2 separate regions of the Gossypium hirsutum genome follow, and region 2 is linked to region 1. The links are chromatin contacts, called in public Hi-C maps. All regions are on one chromosome and are shown on one strand. The core of a region is the stretch at or near the end of the contact, and the rest is flanking DNA. Distances in the headings are between cores, read along the strand shown.

Region 1 (5,897 bases), core at 2,558-5,057:
AAACGTAAATAGACGTTGTTTCAACACTAAACGGTTAGCCAGAGACTTAGTCGCATAAAGAGCTTCTAACCTTTTCCATAAGGTGGATGGGATTTTTTCCATCAATACCTCCTACACTACCGTATTTGCGAGGCACAACTGGATTATAGACAAGACCTTTTGATCAAGCTCTTCCCATTCTGTTTGATTTAGATTCACAAGCTTTTTCCCGGTAACAATTTTTTTCAAGCCAGTTTGAACTAGAATTGCCATCATCTAAACTTGCCACAAATTGAAATTTGTCTCACCATCAAACTTCTCAATTTCAAACCTTGTTGCTGTCATATTTGAATGGGCTTGTAACAACCCAATTTTGACCCTAATTGGAATGGTGGTTTTGGGACCACGAATCCGAGTCAGAATAATATTTAAATATTATTTTCTATGTTTAAAATGTGTAAAGTTGCTTTTGTGAAAGTTTCATTTAAAAATTTTAGTGTTTGGAGGTCGATTAATGAAAAAGGGTTTAATTACGTAAAATGGAAAATTTAAGGGTTAATGCATAAGGGCCAAATTATGATTGTTTTTATATTATGGAATATTAAGGTTGCAATTTGGACAAAAATAGGAATTAGTGGCCGGCCAATATGCATGAATTAATGACTTAATTTACATGTTAAAGTTTGGTTATGTTTGGTTGTGGTTTGAGTTTGCCTTTATTTGTGATACCTAAACTATGCGTATTTGATTATCGTAATGATCAATATGGGTTATAATATTAGTTTGGTAAATTTTGAATATGATGGAATAATGAGCATTAATCGAGTCTAAGTATTATATGCTATGGTGGTGTAAGTTTAATCATGATATGTATATGTTGTGATAAGTGAGTTGTTTTATATGTTCTTGGTTGATGATCGAATATTTATACTTATAATTTGATCAATTGTGGGTTGGATATTAATATTCGGTGGTAATGGCAAGCATAAGTATGTTTTAAGCTTATTAATTGGTATTTATTATATATATATGATTTTGGTATGCACATTGAGCATATATGGTTTTATATAGACGTTCAAAATGGTTGAAATGGACATGGTCATTTTACTTAAACATTGATGAGAAATTATGAACATTTGGTCTTGTTATAAATTTACTTCATGCGCATGATTTTTGTTAAGTATATATATATCTTATTTTGTTGAGTAAATATCAAGCATTGATGGCATTCGATTTAACCTATTAATTGTTTTTAAATGAATTCGTAAAATGGTCAATTGATTTTGTAAGTAACGATAAGCAAATGAGTTGGTAACTAACCAGGTTCAAAAGAGACCAAAGGAATCGTGACACTGATTTGTGTTAGTTTTATTAATGAATTCTTTTCATATTTTCTTGTTATGTGCATACATTATACTATGTTTGCATATACATGTTGAGTTTACTGTGTAATTTTATATTGGCATGAGTTTTTATAACATATTCTTTTTATAAGCTTAAAATTTTTATTAGAAATATATTTATTTATAAATTCGGCTTGGTAGCATATTATTGTACAGTCTAATTTTGCTATATGAGTGTTCAAATGTTGATGTGATCGTTAGGTAATACCTCAGAACCCCTTCGGCGACGAATTGGGTTAGGGGGTGTTACAGGGCTAATCTATGAAAATTGAACTAGCTCTGATATCACTTGTTAGGATCGACCCGATTAAGAAACAAGTAAAAAATAGCAGAATAAATTAAAAAATTGAACACACAAATTTAACATGGAAAACCCCTTCCAAAGAGGAAAAAAAACCACGGGTAAAGATAATTTTACTATAATGGAAAAAGAACGAATAGTACAAAAGATGGAGATAAAAATTAAACCCCGAAAACCTGAAAACAAAGAACCTGTAAGCACAAAATTCTCTAAATGTATTATGAGTTCTAATATCTAATGGGTGTATTTTCTAAAGTTGTAAAAGAGCCTATTTATAGGCTAAATTCATAGGTCAAATAATAATAAAATAATCTAAACTAATCAGTGTTTGATTGAAACAAATAAACAGAGTTTAATTAGAAGATTATTTCTCAAATTTGACTGAAATAGGAGTCATACTTAACAAAAAACATTTACCATTCTATTGAAGTTTATAACTATAAATATCACAAAGTAGCTCAGTTTTGAAAACTTTTAAATCTTCTGTTGTAACTGTAAAATTATTTTCTTAACAGATTTTTTTCAACAATAGAAGACATAAGATTCCTTATGCATTTGGTTGTAAACATTATGACTAAAGATATACAAAAAAGTTAATAATTCATTTATGGTCTATTACAAATCTATGCACCTTATGAGACATGCAACATTTACCAAAGAAAATCGCAAATTTTGGATATGACCACGAAAGCGGAAAGTGAATAATTCAAAGTCTGTTACAGTCAACGATAGAAACTCCAAAGGACTATTTTATGGACAATACATAGCATGCTTTCTTATCATATTCAATAACATTAGCTCTCATGCTACCTACTTTGCAATCACATCCAATGTCCTCAAATAAAAAAAAAATTCTAAGTACATGTAAAACCTAAACATGAAAATTTTTAAAAATTGAACAAAAATTACTAAATATAGAAAACATGCATGAAACATTCCAAAATCCCCCCCACAATAAAATCAAACATTGTCTTCAATATTTAAAAGTATATGGAAAAGGTTGATTGAATCTTAGTTCGACTAGCATTGGCATTGTTGTCAATGTAAGAGGACATGGATTCAAGTGTGTTGAAGCGCATTATCCTCATATTTAAAGGTTAGAGAAGGGTATTTCGATTTAAGCTCGAATCTACAAATAAAGGCAACTACTTCTCCACAAATAATTTGGACAATTTTTGACTCCAAACATGTGGTAAACCTATAAAGATTCAAACAAAACAAAACATAATAAAAATTCTAATTTTAAAAAAAAAATATATAATATCCTAAATAGTTATTACATGCCCCTAAAATAAAAATAAAAGTAGAATTTGATCTCTCCAAAAATTAAAATTAAAAATACTCTTTTGAAGCTTAAGATTATTTTGGGCACAAAACTCCTTCACCATTATTATCCTTCTCAAACAAGGACATATTCGCCAAATCTACCAATATTTTTTCATGATTCTCGTGAAGGTCTGGCTCGTTCCTTTCTCTATCAATTCTCTTTGATACTTCTCACAACATCTTTTCATTATGTAGATAGTAAATTCTCTAATTGTCTTCGATTTTGCGTCTCCATGTTGAACTTTATTCTCACTTTTGGAAGAATAAGTCTCAGATCCTCAATTGAATGTATTATTCTACATGGAGGTTTTGTTTCTCGTACTCCGAGGAGAGCCTGAAGGGTTCACGGAGTATAGAGAACACCTCGATTGATATAGATATGACTTGCAATATCACGGGAAGGTTTCAATATTGTTAGAAATATTAATAATGCAAAATGTGCCTGCCAGAGATAGAACCATCAATAAAGGCTTTTATATCTTACCTTAGCATACCTAAGTAATCTCTATACTCTGTGAGCCATTCGGGCTCTCCTCAAAGTGCAGGAGACAAAATCCTCACATAGGACACATTCCATTGAGGCTTTGAGACTTAATCCTTTCAACATCCACTTTATAAAATGATAATATCATTTGATACATAGCATTTTATGATTAATTGGATATTTTAATCAGTTTTTTAACATTTAAAGGATTAAACTGATAAATTTTTTATAATATTTGAGAATGAAGGGGGTAAAAAAATTTAAACCCAAGTTAATAAAATGATATAAGACTGTATTAAGTCAAGGTTAAATCATAAACGCAAAGAGTAAAAGAGGAAAAGAAATTGAAATCCAATTTATATTATTATTAGTATTATTATTTATTATTATGAGACAGAAGAAATAACAGAACTCCCAATTTCCTTTTCCCTTTTTTCTTAATTCTAGAATCTCCGCCATGAGCAACAACGGTAACAATAGCAACAGTTCCGATCCCGATCGCCCTGTCCGTGTTTACGCCGATGGGATCTACGATCTCTTCCACTTCGGCCACGCTCGCTCCCTCGAACAAGCCAAGAAATCGTCCGTTTTAATCCCTTCTCTCTCTCTCTCTCTCTTTTTTCAATGTTTGATTTTATTACTTTTCTGGGTATCTTTCGAATTTTCCCGTGATTAATGGATTTCTTTCAAAATCTTCATGTTTGGTTATTTTTTATCTGTGTAACTTTTCTGGGTTTTTTTTTTGATGTCAAGTTTTTTAAAATTTTTATTATGTTTGTTTGCATAAAAGATGCTTTTACTTGATGTTGTATATCCACAACTGCATGCTTGGATTGCTTTTTCCCTGATTATGCGATTCAATTTTGTGAGATTTTAGGTTTCCCAATACGTATTTGCTGGTTGGATGTTGCAATGATGAAACAACACACAAGTACAAGGGCAAAACTGTTATGACCGAATCAGAACGTTATGAATCCCTTCGCCATTGCAAGTATAACTCTCAGCCACTCTGTTTATTTTACTGAAATTATAAAAAAAAGATCACCCAGGATGCATATTTGAGGTATAGTTTGGTTGTTGCTTTTGCTACTTGAGTTTTGCTTTTGAGATTTTCAAGAAAATTTTCCTTTCGTTGTAAAAGTAGTAGATTTGAAGAATAAAAATTGTAAAATTTTTGGATTAGGCTTAATTTTACTATTCAACGGAATAATTATGTTAGAATTTGATGTTGTGTTATTTCTTTTCTTTTAATCAATTATTGCTTTTAGGAAGTAAAATCTCGGTAAATTTCCTTTAGCAAAGGCTGCAATCTAGTGGAACCTGAAATATAGATTTACTTAACTTTTTGTTTACACTTTGAAGTAAATCAGTTATCTTCTCTTATAATAAGATTTTTCATTTTTTCTTTGCAAGATGTGAATTAACTTTGTTCCTCAAAATAACTGTTAATTCATTTAGTGAAACCTTAAATATAGATTCACTTTGAATGACTTCGTTATTTATTTTGTTACAGGTGGGTTGATGAAGTCATTCCTGATGCTCCATGGGTGATCGATCAAGAATTTCTGGATAAACACAATATTGACTACGTGGCTCATGATTCACTTCCGTAAGGCTAGACAATTCTTGCTTTGAGATTAAATTATTAATGTTGACTGTGAGGGTGTTAAGAAAATAAATATATAAATAAAAACCCAGGGCCTAATTGTATAAAATTTCCTACTACTTTCTAGTTCCAGATAAATATGTAAATACCCAGCATTAAAATATTCATGTAGTCTTTACACTTTGCCATGAACCGTTTACAGCTATGCTGATGCCAGTGGAGCTGCGAATGATGTGTACGAATTTGTAAGTTTATTGAGACAATCCTGCCCACTTGTTGTATTTGGTGCTTTAAAATTTTGCATTTTATTAAGCAACCTCATGCTCTCAGGTTAAAGCTGCTGGGAAGTTCAAGGAAACAAAACGAACTGATGGGATTTCTACGTCAGATATCATAATGAGAATTGTTAAAGATTATAACCAATACGTGCTGCGTAACTTGGACCGTGGGTATTCTAGGAAAGAGCTTGGAGTTAGCTATGTGAAGGTAAGATCTCTGTCTTGAATGTCTTGTTTTAGTTGAGAATGCTCCTTCCTTGATATTCCTTTTTAATGTCAACAGGAAAAGAGATTGAGAGTGAATATGAGACTGAAGAAACTACAAGAGAAAGTTAAGGAACAACAAGAAAAAGTGGGAGAAAAGGTATGTTCACTCTCATGTGAGGTTGATCTAGTTTAATGATTGTTCCCTTTTTTGTTATGCTTGTATCACATAAGCTGTATGATTGGAAACTATTACACCATGCTCACTTTATAGCGATTTTAGCTTTTTGATTGCACTTGAAGTCTTTTGTCTCAG
Region 2 (5,919 bases), core at 2,027-4,526, 840 kb after region 1:
AGGACTAAACACATAGATACAAAGAATAATTATATAACACCCTATATCTGGTCCAGTCACCCGACCTGAGCTTAAGATATTACAACTATAAAACTTTGACATTGTTCACAATTTAAATAAAATAAAATAAATAACCAAATATTTCATTAGCAATCATTTTTCATGTTATTCAATAAAAATGGGACTTAATTCGAGCTTACGGAACATTTAAAACAAACCAGGGACAATTCTGAATTAAAATGAATTTTTCACAAAAATTTGAGTAAAAAGTGAAAACAGGGGTCACAAGCCTTGTCGTGTGACAAAGCTTAGCCTATGCCGCTCAAAAAACATGACCATGTGGCCAAACTGTGTAACAAGCTATGCCCGTGTACACGGCCATGTGGCAGACCATGTCACAGACTGTGTGAGGCACACGGCTGTGTGGCAGACCATGTGGTAGATCGTGTCACAAGTTGTGTGTACCCAAAATACTTTCAAATTCAAGCCATTTCACCTACACAACCCTAAACTCTAAACCAAAATATGCCAATTCACATTCAACCTATGTGTCTAACCAATATGCCCTCATTGACACCATAATTAAAGTATAAACAACAACTATCCAAACCATGACATAATCAACATGTCAACCTTATTCAATCCTCAATTAAGTCGCAAATAACTTATGCCATAATCAACCATTTATAACCAACTTACAAACACAAATATACTTCAACCCAAGTTCATAAGTTACCAAAACAAAGTGGTTATTTCAATAACAATTCTTCAAGAAAGACATCAATTGATAAACTATCATTTCAAGATACCAAAACACAAAATACAAATTTACATTCCAAATGACACAAGTCATCACCAAGTTTTTTTAATAACATAAGCATATTGAAACCCTATTTACATGCCACTTATAACCAGCCAAAATAAACAAATAGCTACAAAATGAGTTGTCGGATAGTGTGATATCCAATGACATTCCAATTGATAGCAAAAGTCCGACAATCTACAAAGAAGTAAAACCAAATAAAGTAAGCTTACATAAAGCTTAGTAAGTCCGTAAAAACAAAACATCACATACCTATAAATTTAATTGCAAATCATACATAACATTAAACTAACACTACAGCAAAACAGGTTTTTAACGGTGATTTTTTGGCCCTATAGCGGCACTTATAAGCACCGCAAAAAACGTGGCTTTAGATAGTGCAGCTCAAAATTGCGGCATTTATGTAGTAAAACGCTGCACTAGAGTCGAGCATGTTGTGGCGTTTGTAGCTATAAGCGCCACAAAAGATCAAGTTCTTTAACAGCATTTGTAGTAAAAGTGCCGCTAAAGATCATGTTCTATAGCGACATTTGTGGGAAAACTTCACTAACATTAACATAATTTACCAACCCATTTTATTTCATATAAAACCTGAATTTTCAACATATTTTCCTATAACTTCAAATCCAACAACAAACTTCAAATCTAAATTGTCGAAACTATTTTTTAGAGTTTTAAAAAACGGGGATCGACTTTTAAACAACATGTGGAGTCGCCATCAATCTCTTTACTTAGGTGGGATTGGGTCACCTACTAAAATGTTTTGTTCCACTTGAAACAATATTGTAAAATTTTTAAAAAATGGGTTCGGGAGTCGATTACGCATGAGGAAGGGTGAGCACTCTCATTATGCCCAAAAATTGGTACCAGATTGATTCAATGCTATCCTTATATCAAAGATTTTAAAAAGGATCTTTCAAAGTATGGTTCTTTTAAAAATGTTTGAGTAGTTCAAGTTAGCTGTCAAAATTCTCTCGTTTCAAAGATATACAACATCATATCCAGCACGATTGGACACGATCCTTTATACCTTCAAAAATACGATTGATTTTTAACTTTCAAAAGCTCGTACATTAAAATTATAAAAGGATATCCAAATATTTAATTCAACGAAAAATCATACCCAGCACGGTAGGGCACAATTTCCCGAATTCCCAAATATTGAATACTGCCTTATTTCAGAACTTTTGAATAATAAGGAAAATGGGAAATTAGCTCAAAACGATTTAATTTTTCTTGAAATAAAAACGAGACAAGTAATATCAATCAAAATATTAAAATTTGAATCACGATGCAATAATATAGAAAAATCAAAGTTACAAACATGGATTACTATACGAAATATTATACAAGTAAACAAAAAGAACAAATTAACATGCACACAATAGCAATGAGCTCGCATCCAAGAAACTAATTAGAAAGAAATATAACAAGTTTCGGATATAGATGGACAAAAATTTAAATAATAGTGCAAAAGGCTAATAATCAATAAAAAACGATAATACATGAAACAATATGAAAACTAAAGCGACACATAGCATACAAAACAATTTGGAAATAATTTGAAAACTATTAAATATATGAAAATTTACAAAATGAACAACACATGATTTGGTTTGAAATAATGTACATATATAAAAATAAAACTAAGAATATGTAAATGAGTATTAAAATAAATATTGTGAAAGAAGAAATTTGGAGCCAAGAACATAAAAAAACAAATCTATTTAAAGGTGATAATGTACGTGCAATAATAGAAAAAATCAATGTACACAATATATAATGGAAAATAATAAAATAAATGATAAACAATATACATGAAAAAATAACAAACCAATATATAATAAAACAATATATACATGTAAGGATCTTAAATAACAAAGAAATAATAAAATATGTCTTCTAAAGAATAAGCTATATACATAATAAACAGATTTAAAAGCAATTATATAAAATAACATGGAATTAATCAATGTATATAAAATAAAACCAATTTTAATATAAACTAAATATATTAATAATATATATAAGGGTAGTTAAATTAAATATTATACAAAATTTTGAAATAATATAATATATAAAAGGTAATTTTAAAATAATAATTTTGTAATAAAAACAAAATAATTTAAAATGTATAAAAATAAGAAATGAAAAAATGAATTATACAAACTAAAATGGAAAAAACTTAATTGAAATAAAAATCAAACTAGAGGGATAATTAATAAAATAAAATAAAAACTATTGAAATTGAAATAATGACTGAAGCGCAATGCGCACGAATGTCCAGGGATTAAAACTGAAAATATTCCAGATCCCAAAACATGGCGTTTAGGCGTGGATTAAATTGCAAATACGCGCAAATTCTATGACAAATTTGAAATGAAGTAAAGTGGAAATAAGGTCTGCGCGAAGACGAAGGGTGCAATTTGACCATTCGAAGTAAAAGGGCGCGGATCTGGGCCACAAAACGGGTCAGCGCGTAGATCTTCTTCCTCCAGACGGTACCGTTTCATGTTCTGTACAAAACAAGGTAAAAACCCTAAAACTAATAAAAGCAAATCAAAATAAAACAAAAACTAAGGTCTATCCCTTATTCATTCGGTCGGAAACTGGAAACTTCACAACCGCTATTTCGTCTCCATATTCAACAGACGGCGTCAGACAAAAGCTTAATCTGGCCCTATTTGACCGCAAATCCACGAGTTTTTCTAGGCTTTAACTTCAATCCTCATCTAGGCTTCGATTACCATGAAACAAACAAGGATTTTGAAGCTTCCAAAAAAAGTTAAGTCTCTCCCTTTTACTTATTTTTTTGCTTTCATACGTAGTAACAAAGCTTTAAAAAAATAGGAGCTGAATCGAAAAGAAAATAAAATCTAAATCACCTTTTGAAAAGCTACTCTCGAGATGATTTCTTATTCAAACTTTTGTAGATTTGTACTTGTAAAATATGTGTGTGTATTTCTAGAAAAAACCAATCCTATTTACATCATTTTTATTCGGTTTTATAGCCGAAAAAATAAAATAAATAAAAGAAAAAAATACAGATTAAAATACAATTTCATTGCTGTCATTTGCTGTTATTTGTTGTCCACTGCTCCCTTGCTTGTTAGTCTATTGCAGGTGTGTATGGCGTGGAGAAACCGTTCGTGGGCGTGAAACGTGGCGCACGTGGCTGAGGCAATGGCGCGCGTGAAAGCTGGCACCAAGGCAGCAGCGACGCAAGGGGAAAAGGGAACCCTAGGGTTCTGAAAATATCAAACTTTCGGGCCCTAGCTGGTTTTTCATTGGGCCATTATAATTTGATTTGTGTTTTGGGCTAGGGTATTAATTTGGGTATTGGGTTAGTGATTTGAATTTAATGTTTGGGTTTGGTTTGGTTTAAGACTGAAGATTTGTAAACGAACATTGGACTTTTATTTTTTATTATTTTGGTTTTTAATTTATGTTTCTGGGTTTATTGCGGGCCGAGCAAAAATGAGCCATTACATAAATGATACTATCACAAAAGAAATATGTATATGATCTAAATTAATAACTGAAATAACAAAATATGATCAAAAGTTATATTGTTAAGATATTCTTAAAATATAATCAAAAGTTATATTGTTAAGATATCCTCACAATAAGAAAAAAAATCTAAGATGATGGATTATGCGATTGATTCTGTTGAAACATCTTCATTATATTTTAAAGTTGTAGCTGGAGTTCGTCATATTTTCTTGTTGCCTCTGCTACCCTTACTGCTGCCTCTGCTTCCCTTACTACTGCCTCCGTTTTTAAGTTGTAGCTGGAGTTCATCATATTTTCTTTTAGCCTCTGCTTCTCTCGATGCTGCCTCCATTTTAAGTTGAGAAATTTTCTCAATTGTGCTCGCTTGTATATGAGCCATCCAGTCTCTTAACATTGAACTTTAGCTTGAGCCTCCACTTTAAGTTGGGAAATTTTCTCAATTGTGCTAGCTTGCATATGAGTCATCCGGTCTCTTAACATTGAATTTTAACTTGAGCTGATTCACCGAAGGCATGTACTGCTGTGAGCTGGATCCAAAATATTGGGTTGGGCTAATGAAAGATCCTTGAAATTGAACCGACCATACCTTTCAGGACCCAAAACTTCAGTAATAACTCGGTTATCAATGTTGTCCAGATTAACAGAACTATCACTTGAAACCGTAACTTTATACTCCTCTTTTTTATCCTTTAGTTTCTCCTAATAAATCAATTAAGGAGTTAGTAACGAAATATATAATCAAGCAAATGCAACATAACTTGGCATTATTTGCATTACAAACGACGACTTAAACCATTATAATTAAACATGATAAATATTTAAATTAATTCAAATTTTATTAAGTAAATATACCATAATTTTTGCAGCTTCAGTAGTCATAGAAAATCCATCTTTCTTTCTATGTGTAATATCAAAAAGCTGAAGGTGTCCAACTTTTTGACCAAACAACAATTCCTACAATATAGTAGGAAAAATATTATTTAGTAAAAAATAATTAATATTTGACACAAGTAATAAATTCAAAATACCTCGTCATTAGCTACACAAGCAAAACCTTTTCACCTAGCTATGTGCGTGAATTTTTGTTTTTGCCTACTTATAGTTCCAACTCGCTCACGATCCTACATTATGAAATTATTATTATGTATATAGTAAATACTATAAACCGAAATAATTATAAGAGTTTAGAAGTACGTAATACCTCTCATTTCTTTGAATTCCAAAATCTAACTACATCTTCCCATTAGTACCTCAGCATTCTCGGTGGGACATTTTGCAATTTCTCTTCAAGGTTTATATTTTTCTTAAAATATTCCTTTTTTAAAGTGCATTTATGGTCTCTCCATTTCTTTGCTAATGCTTTCTTCACATAATTATCCGAGACCTCTAAAACAAATCTCTCCTGCAAATAACACAAGTTTAAAAAGTAAATATAAATGAAAATTAAACCAAAGTATTATAAATTACATTCACGTTATTACCTTAATATTATCCAGAGCATGATTTTTGTTACTATCAGGCATATGATGCCATGACTCGTAGTTGATTGGCAACAGATTGACATTTCGTGCTATAATGCCCAA

Evidence for each region. A called contact is a pair of places that touch in the nucleus more often than the background predicts.
Region 2: a Hi-C map of anther shows a contact between it and region 1, with 4 times the contacts expected there. The contact joins the enhancer-like site here to the promoter of LOC107955684 in region 1. A contact is called at or near these places in 4 of 34 Hi-C or Micro-C datasets (anther and leaf).

The regions. Positions count from the first base shown.
Region 1 is chrA07:85,891,415-85,897,311 of Gossypium_hirsutum_v2.1, forward strand. It overlaps LOC107955684 (choline-phosphate cytidylyltransferase 1), which reads left to right and starts at 3,808. Exons shown (of 8, transcript XM_041116530.1): 1 at 3,808-4,075; 2 at 4,371-4,484; 3 at 5,007-5,102; 4 at 5,302-5,344; 5 at 5,430-5,585; 6 at 5,661-5,741. The coding sequence starts at 3,951.
Region 2 is chrA07:86,730,020-86,735,938 of Gossypium_hirsutum_v2.1, forward strand. No RefSeq gene overlaps it. Among protein-coding and RNA genes, the nearest start is that of LOC107955641, 9.0 kb to the right of the region's middle. Within about 2 kb of position 3,277, at least 9 of the 9 cell types and tissues checked have an H3K27ac peak or open chromatin away from gene starts, as enhancers often do. A contact at or near this core is called in leaf, where this site is marked.